Regions from separate parts of the Gossypium hirsutum genome. Here region 2 is linked to region 1. The links are chromatin contacts, called in public Hi-C maps. All regions are on one chromosome and are shown on one strand. The core of a region is the stretch at or near the end of the contact, and the rest is flanking DNA. Distances in the headings are between cores, read along the strand shown. Region 1 has its middle 4.0 kb from the start of LOC107945972. Region 2 holds the start of LOC107945971 (probable serine/threonine-protein kinase WNK9).

Evidence for each region. Hi-C and Micro-C count contacts between places; a contact is called where the count stands out from the background.
Region 2: a Hi-C map of leaf shows a contact between it and region 1, with 4 times the contacts expected there. The contact joins the promoter of LOC107945971 here to the enhancer-like site in region 1. A contact is called at or near these places in 15 of 34 Hi-C or Micro-C datasets (callus, cotyledon, fibers and 3 more).

What each region holds. Positions count from the first base shown.
Region 1 is chrD11:59,096,388-59,100,987 of Gossypium_hirsutum_v2.1, forward strand. No RefSeq gene overlaps it. Among protein-coding and RNA genes, the nearest start is that of LOC107945972, 4.0 kb to the left of the region's middle. Within about 2 kb of position 3,049, at least 4 of the 9 cell types and tissues checked have an H3K27ac peak or open chromatin away from gene starts, as enhancers often do. A contact at or near this core is called in hypocotyl and leaf, where this site is marked.
Region 2 is chrD11:59,139,598-59,144,397 of Gossypium_hirsutum_v2.1, forward strand. LOC107945971 (probable serine/threonine-protein kinase WNK9) reads left to right here and starts at 1,965. Exons shown (of 7, transcript XM_041104597.1): 1 at 1,965-2,448; 2 at 2,561-2,598; 3 at 2,784-3,011; 4 at 3,126-3,346; 5 at 3,544-3,701; 6 at 3,795-4,233; 7 at 4,320-4,800. The coding sequence starts at 2,371.

The DNA.
Region 1 (4,600 bases), core at 1,799-4,298:
GAGCTGGTTCGTTCATATTTTTTTTATATAAAACAAATATAAAAATATAATACATCAAATATATTAAAAATATTAAAATAAAAAATTTTCCGATAGATTAAAAAATAGTTACAAATTAACAAGTAAATGTCTTTAAAATAATGACCAAAATAATAATAAAACAAGAGTTGTATAATATCCAAATATCAACAATAAAAATGAAAACAAAAGAGCAACAAGGGAAAAAATTAAGCAAATTCGAGTCGGGCCAAAAAATCTTACCCGATGTCTAGCTCGTTTAGAGAACGGTTCTTATTTTTTCTATCCAAATCAACTTTTCAAGCTTATATTTTTTTTTTGCCCAGATCTTCTCACTTTTTAAATAAGCCATTAAACCTGCACAAATAACTCAACTCATAATTATGTATTTAATATCCGGTGATGAAAATGTTGCTTTATTACTAAATGTTTAATTTTGTTTCAATTAAAACAAAGTCTTGGTCTTCCATCTAATTTTTAATAAATTAATCCCATTGATTAATTTTGGGTGAAGGTTGTTTATTATAATATTCAAGTCATGAGATTGGATTAGTAAAGAAGATGAAGGGTATTACTAAAATTTGTCATTTTAATTTATATATCCGGAATATTCCTTTTTGATAATTATGTTTAAATAATAATAAAAAGAAGTAAAATTAGGGGGTGCTTTGGCTTTACCTTTGACCAAATTCCGTACGGCAATCCACGGATTTTTATTAATTAAATTAACATTAACACAAGAAACAAATCTCTCCTATTTGTACGCAAGTATTATTATTGTTTTTTTCTTTAACAATTTTATTATAAGTTTTGATCGTATCTGTTTTTTTATACAATATTTAAAATTACTCACAGCTCCTCCCCAACTCATAAATAAGAGGATAATACGCTTTAGCACACTCGAACTCACATCTTCCTATATTGCTTATTATTTTTATAAAAAATTGTGTATATATTAATCAAGGGTTCGATAGAAAGAATTGTATAAATTTGAACTCGATATATAATATCATTTGCTGGTTAGTTGACAAATAGAGGTTAATTATTTTTAGTATGATTAAGATATGTTCATGTCGGTTTTATTATCTATGAAAGACTAACTTTTTTAGAATTATGGTTCTCCCTTTTTATAATATAATTTCTAGAATTTAAACTCGAATTCTTTTCTACCTTATCACTCACTGCACCCAATACGTGCATGTATTGATTAACATAAATTAAATTTTTTGTAAACTAATATTGCATGTAAAAGGATTAAGATATTTAAGTAGTGAATGTTTTTGTATCATATTTATCTATATTATTATTTAAACTCTTAATAGAGTTGATGTTACAAGTTAATTGGGTATTAATTTGATTAGAAAATTACAAAAATGCCTTTCCATAATAAAAATAAGTAATAGTATTGGGAGTATTTTAGTCTTTTCATTTATAAAAAATCAATAAAAATATACATATGGTGAGATTCAAACTCACATCATCAATTGCTTTAGTAAAACCTTCATTTACCACTCAAGTTTCAACTAAAGTTTTATTTTGATATTTTTATACATTTTAATTTTATTATGCACACTTATTACCTTAATCAATTGTATCTATTCTATTATTTAAACTTCTGATTGAGTTGGTGTCACGAGTCAACCAGGCACCAACTCCATTAAAAAATTATGAGAATGTCCTTCAGTAATAAAAATAAGTAATATTATTCAAGAGTATTTTAGTCTTTTCACTTTAAAAAATTAATAAAAATATGCATATGATGGACTATGAACCCACATCATCAATTACTTCAATAAATCCTTTAATTTACCACTCAACTAAAGATTTATTTTCATATTTTTGTACATTTTATTTTATTAAGTACACCTTATTACCTCTATCAGTTATATATACACTATTTATTAGGCCCTGATTGAGCTAGTGCCACCCTCAACATAATCACCAACTCGGACAGAAAATTATGAGAATATCTTTTGTAATTAAAAGAAGTTATATTATTCGAGTGTATTTAGTCTTAACCAAAAAGCAATTAAAATAAACATATGGTGGAATTTGAACCCACACTAATTTGATTACTAAAATCTTAATTTGACCACTCAACCAAAGCTTTATTTTAATTTTTTATATAATTTTGTTTTAATATACACAATTTATTATTTACATTAGTTGTATAATTAGTTTTAAATCATACGTTTTATTGTTTATTGTATCTTACTTTTAAATAAGCCTCTGTGTTTTAAATATGTGATTTCCATACGCATATGCGTGTGATAAAATTTTTAGTATTAATAATGGATTGGACTAAGTTAGCAAGTTAACTCGATACTAACTCAAGATAGATGACAACACCATGATAAACAATTTAATCTAATCTTCAAACAATAAGTTTCATTATTTATTGTTTGTTATTTTTAAACACATGTTTATGTTTTAAATTTGTAATTTTCCTACGTTATGCGTGTGATAGAATTTCTAATTAATTTTATATAACAAGAGGTTTAAGAAATAATTATAGAAAAAAAATTGAAAAGGTTGGATATTCAACCTTTATATTAAGAAAATTTACTTGTAGCCTTTCAATAGCCAAAATAAAATATATTATAAAAAAAAAAACTTTTCTACAATGGTTGAAAAGAAGGAAAGAAAAACAGTAAAAAACTACAAATTGAAAAAATGAACTAGAGCTATCCTAGAAAGGAGAAGAAATGAAATGAAAGCACACCCACCCAAACTTTTGATGAAAGGGAAATAATAATTATGTAATAAATTAATAAAAATAAATGTCAAAACCCTAAGATCGAATTACTCGAATAGTAAGAAATTAGATGTTTTTTAAATAAAAGTTTTATGAAAGGAAAAAACAGTTTCATTTAATCTGGATCCACTCTAAATTTAATATATAATTTTTTAATCAGAAAAAAGGACAAGTAAAAAACAAAAAGCAAATAGATAAGTGTTGGGGTTGGGGTTGGGGTTGGGGTTGTGGTGGCTATCAAGATTCCAAGGTTCAAAGGGGTTGGCCTAATCAAGTTGGTTTAATTAAGTGTCACTACCAAACAAATCACTTTAAGCAAAGCTAATGTTTTAGGCAAAGCAGTGAATAAGACCATACATTTTTTAGCATTTAATTTGCATGTGAATTTCAGACCTCCATTGTCATGACATGTGCCCTATCCCCCCACACTGCACACATGACCTGCTTCTTTCTTCTTCTTTTTTTGGGTTTTTGCAACATTTTGGTAAGATATTATAAAATTTGTACTTACAATTTTTTTTAACAATTTTATTATAGGTTCTGATTATATCTATTTTTCTGATACAATATCTAAAATTATCTATAGCCCCTCCTCAACCCATAAATAGAAAGATAATGCATTTCAACGCACTCAAACCCATATGCTCATGCATTGACAATAATACTCATGCCAATCAAACTAAAATTTAATTGATTAATTAAGAGATTTTTTAAAACCAAATTTTCATTAAATACATCAATATATAAAATTTCCGCTTTCCAAATACTAAATTTACATATAAAATAAGAGTCATATATTGGAAATTTTATTTTAATGTGTAATGTGACATTTAATTCTAATTTCATGTAATTATCAACTATATTATATTTTAATTTTGATTTAATTATTATAAATCACCATCACTATTATTAATGTGATGTTATTTTACATTTACTTTTTGCATATAAAAATAATTATAGTTACCTAAAATGAAAAATTAGTAGAGCTATTTGTTTTATTTACGTGCGTAATAAGATTAAAATCAAAATTTTATATGAATAATTGAATAAAAATTAAAAATACTTTTACACAATTGTTCAAATCAAAGTTTATACATTACAAATTGAATAAGTGTTGACATATAATTTTGGGATTTATTTTTGTAAAATAATAATATAAACACTGCATTATACATTTTAAAAATAAAAAGAGTCAAATATGAATTAACTCTTTTGCAAAAAAAAAAAACCCAAGTAACATAGCTTCTTTGACCATGGGCAAGCAAGCACATAATAATTCATTGAAGGGAAAGATGCGTTTAAGTACACTTGAATTTATGCTCTAATTGTTGTAATAACAACATTATCAATTGAAGTAAAACTCAAGTAGTAGTATATATTAACTATTTATGTATGAGGAAGGATCCATTCACACCGATATATTTTTATATGATTAATATTTTAATGATCCAACTGTTAAATTTACTGATACAATTATACTTATCATGCATGTAAAAAATTGAACCGATCCAATATATCTATCATGTCGATCTAAAATATTGTATATATTAATATTTATTTAACAATTTAAAATTTTTTATAAAATAAATAGTTAAAAATTTTAAATTTGACATGAATGATCTATATAAATGGAATATAAAATATGAAGGTTGGGTTGTTAAAATATTAATAGTACAACAATATACGAAAAGATGTAAAACTATTTTAATTTTATACCCGTACATTGTTATGATATTATTTAATATAAAATAATTTAAATCCTAAATTGTAAACGTGAGAATATTAGGGTTAGGAAAGCCTATTTTTAGCTTGGGTTGAATAAAAAAA
Region 2 (4,800 bases), core at 715-3,214, 42 kb after region 1:
TTCACATGAAAAATGATGGCATTTTTCTCTCTTATTTATTTATTTTTCATAAAATGATGGCCTATTTATAGGTAAATAATCTTCACCTGCTCTTACTAAAATTTAAAATCATTTAAAACAAAGTTGAAAATTAACATTATTCTCATAGTTGTTCTTCACTGCATTTAAATCAAATCTATCCTACCACTTTTATCACAATAAATTTTCATTGCATTTATAAATATAACATTCATTGGTTTATCACAATAAAAAATTAAATATAAGGAAAAATTGGCATACATTATTAATTTAATTATAAAAAAGTTACGTATTACAAGAGAACTCACTTTAGTATTTTATTTAATTTTTCGTTTCTTTTAATTATTGAGTTTGTATTATTTATCAAATCATTCAAAAATGATAAGAAAAATGAATGTTTGTTGACTTTGTTAACGTGACATCTACACGGTAGCCCATGTGTATGCTATGTCAGTAAAGATAATAAACGTTAACATTTTATTTATTTTAAGGTGATTTGACAAATAATATAAATTTAAATAAAAAAATATAAATAAGTGGTAAATGAGCCTTTATAATGCTAAATCGAAGAGTAGTTAGCATTTAGCAAATTAGAGGAAGCCACCCTCCTATTAAAGCTATCCCTCAAAGTTGCAAATGGCAAAGTCAGATATATAGCAAGTTCAAGCCCTTTATTTTTTTAATAATTTCTTTTTTTTCTCTAAAATTCTCAACACAAAAATGGTGTGTTGGGGAGATTTATCCTATCCTTGTTTGCTTATATTTGGTGTTTATCACAAACTCATGAATTCTTTGTTTGTCCGAATATTAAAAATCAAATTCACAAAAAAGTAAATCCACCATTATTGATTCAAATATATGATTGGATATCTTATTTGACGGTAAATATTAAGTTTGTCCAATGTTCAGCATGAACAAATGTTTTAAGATTCTAATATGATTTCATTGGATCTAACTTATTTTCTATTAACCAAAAATAATAACATCGTTACGATTATAAAATCATAATTTTAATAATGTACCTAACCCATATATACATGTGTGGCTCAGTTTTAAAAGCTAATTTTGTTTTTTTTCCCTTTGATTTTGTACATAAATTAAATTGAAGGTTGGTGAATATTAGAATATGTGATCAATAGAAAAATGGGTACTTAATGATTTTTAAAAGAAAAATATAGAAAAGGGAAAAAAAAGTTGGCTAGATAACTTTTTTAAATCTTCAACTGAATTAGAACAGAGTTGGATAACATTAGAGGAAGAGGGGGATAAGATGGGAGGTGCCGGAAGGGAAATTGATAAAGGTGAATATTATTGCAACTGTGGGAGTTGGCTCGTTAGTTGCTGGGGGGGGGGTGGCCAAGTGGCCAAGGACAATGGGGGACATTGGCTGAGGGGGTTCTCCCGTGAGTTAGGGATTTGTCTAGTGCTGGCAGCTGAGTTATAGAAGGCTTTTAAGGGAGTTAAACTAGCACGGACTAAAAGGGTTAAAAAGATTATCTTAGAGATGAATTGTATAAAGACAATTAACATGTTGAATGGTCAGATTCGATATTAAAATTTATCATGAGAATAAATGTTAAATGAAAAGTCTTTGACGAATCTTATTATGTGGTGCATGGCATTGTGGTGACTGAGACTCTCAATTCAATGATAAAATTTTTCCTCTTGAAAAAAAATATTTAAGAAATATGGAGTTTTTATTGGTGGTTAGGTAAAAGGTTGGAGCTTGGTATGGGAGACACAGGGAGTTAGAATGTTAGATCTTACACAGTTTTGACAAAGTAGCAGTTGTTTATTTGGATTATTTAATGTCCAAATTGTAACATATGTATGTGATAAAAACTGGAACATGAAACAGGTTTGAGCATCAAACTTCAAAGGTGGGGTCATTGTTTTCTAATGAATTAAATTACCTTGAAATTTTTAACATTTTCTTTTCTTAAGATTTATTTCACTTGTTTGTCATGTTCTTTCATGGGGGTGTTTTTTTTCATTTTTTATGCATCCCCTCAAGAAAAAGTGGCAGGTTTTGCCCAAAAACTCGTCTTTTAACTCAAAAACTCTCTCTTTGCTCCTTTTCATGCGAGTAATTCTTCATTTCTTTCATCTTTCTTTTTCTCTCTCTTTCCCTTCCCCCCTCCTCTCTCTCTCTCTCGCTCTCCAAAAAGGCTACAGAAAAGTTGTTTTTATTTATTTATATTTGTATGAAAAAACCACAAAATTTCCCCTCATTTCTTGCCCAGTTTACAACGAGAAATCTTTGTTTTAACAAGGAAAAGGAAGAAAATAAAGGATAACATAAACACAAAATAAATTTATTCCTTTTTTATTACAATTTTTAATCTTTTGAGTATGAATGGTCTTTTACATCTTGAAGAACCAGATTGTTCTGAGTTTGTTGAAGTTGATCCAACTGGAAGATATGGCAGAGTATTCATAAATTAACTTTCTTTTTCCTTTTTTTTTTTAGTTTTGAGTTGAAGTTTTTGATTCTTATACCTTCTTTGTATTGTCCTTTTTCCTTTCTTTCTTTTGTTTGCAGTACAATGAAATCCTTGGAAAAGGAGCTTCAAAGACAGTGTATGGTTCAAAACTCAAATATTTTCCCATTTTTTTTCAATACCCAGTCTATATTTCTTCATTATATTTGCTTCTGTGCATCCTCTTTTCTTTTTCTTTTTTACAGAATTTGAGCTCCATTTGATATTTCCAATGAAGTGTTTTTTGGGGGGGGGCATAACATATATGGTTGATGTTTATTGCAGTTATAGAGCATTTGATGAGTATGAAGGGATTGAAGTTGCTTGGAACCAAGTCAAACTTTATGATTTTCTTCAAAGCCCTGAAGATCTTGAAAGACTGTATTGTGAGATTCATCTCCTTAAGACATTGAAGCACAAGAATATTATGAAGTTCTATACTTCTTGGGTTGACACCGCCAATAGGAACATTAATTTTGTCACTGAAATGTTCACTTCTGGAACTTTAAGACAGTAAGAAAAAAACATGTCCAAAATCTGTGTTTTTTAATGTTAAAAATATGGCTTCTTTTGGTGTTGTTTATTAGATGTTTGATATTTTGTTTATGATGGGGGATCCCCTTGCAGGTATAGGCTAAAGCATAAGAGAGTGAACATTAGAGCAGTGAAGCATTGGTGTAGGCAGATCTTGAGAGGCCTTCTTTATCTCCATAGCCATGATCCCCCTGTGATTCATAGAGATCTTAAATGTGACAATATTTTTGTCAATGGCAACCAAGGAGAAGTTAAGATCGGCGATCTCGGCCTTGCTGCGATTCTCCGCAAATCTCATGCTGCTCATTGTGTTGGTATGTTTTATCTTAACCAATTTTCGGGTTAACTTGAACTGAACTTAAACTTTGGTTGACTCATAGAAATGATTTCAGTACGAAACAATAGACTGTCTTATCTTGTTTGAGAAATATTGAACTTTTCGAGTTGGGGGGGAGGGGGTTGATTCAATAAAATGGAAAGTCACCATTTTTGGGGCTTGCTTTTTCCTCAGGAACACCAGAGTTTATGGCTCCAGAGGTTTACGAAGAAGCCTACAATGAATTAGTTGACATTTATTCGTTCGGAATGTGCATTTTAGAAATGGTTACTTTCGAGTATCCTTATAGCGAATGCACCCATCCGGCTCAAATCTACAAGAAAGTTATCTCCGTAAGGGCTTTTCACTTTGCTTGACTTGCTTTCTCGCTTTGTTTCATCTGCTGGAATGACCGAATTTTCATTAACACGCGTTCTTATTTTTAGGGTAGAAAACCAGATGCTTTGTATAAAGTTAAGGATCCGGAAGTCCGACAATTTGTTGAGAAATGTTTGGCAACTGTGTCTTTGAGGCTATCTGCGAGAGAGTTGTTAAATGACCCTTTTCTACAGATTGATGATTGTGAATATGATTTGAGACAACTAGAATATGGGAGGGAACTTGATGAAGTTGGTCCTCTCATTAGGCTACCGGATCTCGAGTTTCATCACAATAGTAGTTCTTATAGTAACGGATACAAGAATGGTTATGGTTACGAAACACCAAATGAATGGGGGTATCATCCTGCTGAAATTGAACCAAGTGGAATCGAGCTTTTTAAATATCAAGAGGATGAACATGCTGCAAATGTAGACATAAGCATCAAGGGGAAGATGGGAAATGATGGTGGTATCTTTTTGAGACTTCGGATTGTCGATAAAGAAGGTTAGGAACATATTTCATCCGTTCTTGTCAACTTTTTCTTTGTGGAGATCTGACTTGAACTTTCTCCTTTTTTTGTCAACTTGCAGGTCGTATTAGAAACATATATTTCCCATTCGATGTTGAAACTGATACAGCATTGAGTGTTGCTACTGAAATGGTTTCAGAATTGGATATCACTGACCAAGATGTGACTAAAATAGCCGATATGATCGATGGAGAAATTGCTTCCTTAGTACCTGGTTGGAGACGAGGGCCGGGAATTGATGAATCACCGCGCTTTTCGAATCAGAACTTTTGTCACAATTGTGCTTCGAACCGTACATCTACCGGCTCCCTCTTAGATTTTTTGACACATAATGGAGGTGTCAAAGACTCGCGAGTTCTTCAGTGTTGTAGAACTGGATGTGCTTCAATGCATGGCCGGTTTGAAGAGATTACTTTTCAAGTTGAGGAATCCGAGCATTGTGTGACAGATGGTGCACCGAACGAGTCAAGCCAGTCGGACAATTTGCATTACCAGGAAATATGGGATCAGCACGAAAATCATGAACTTAGACAGAGAAATTC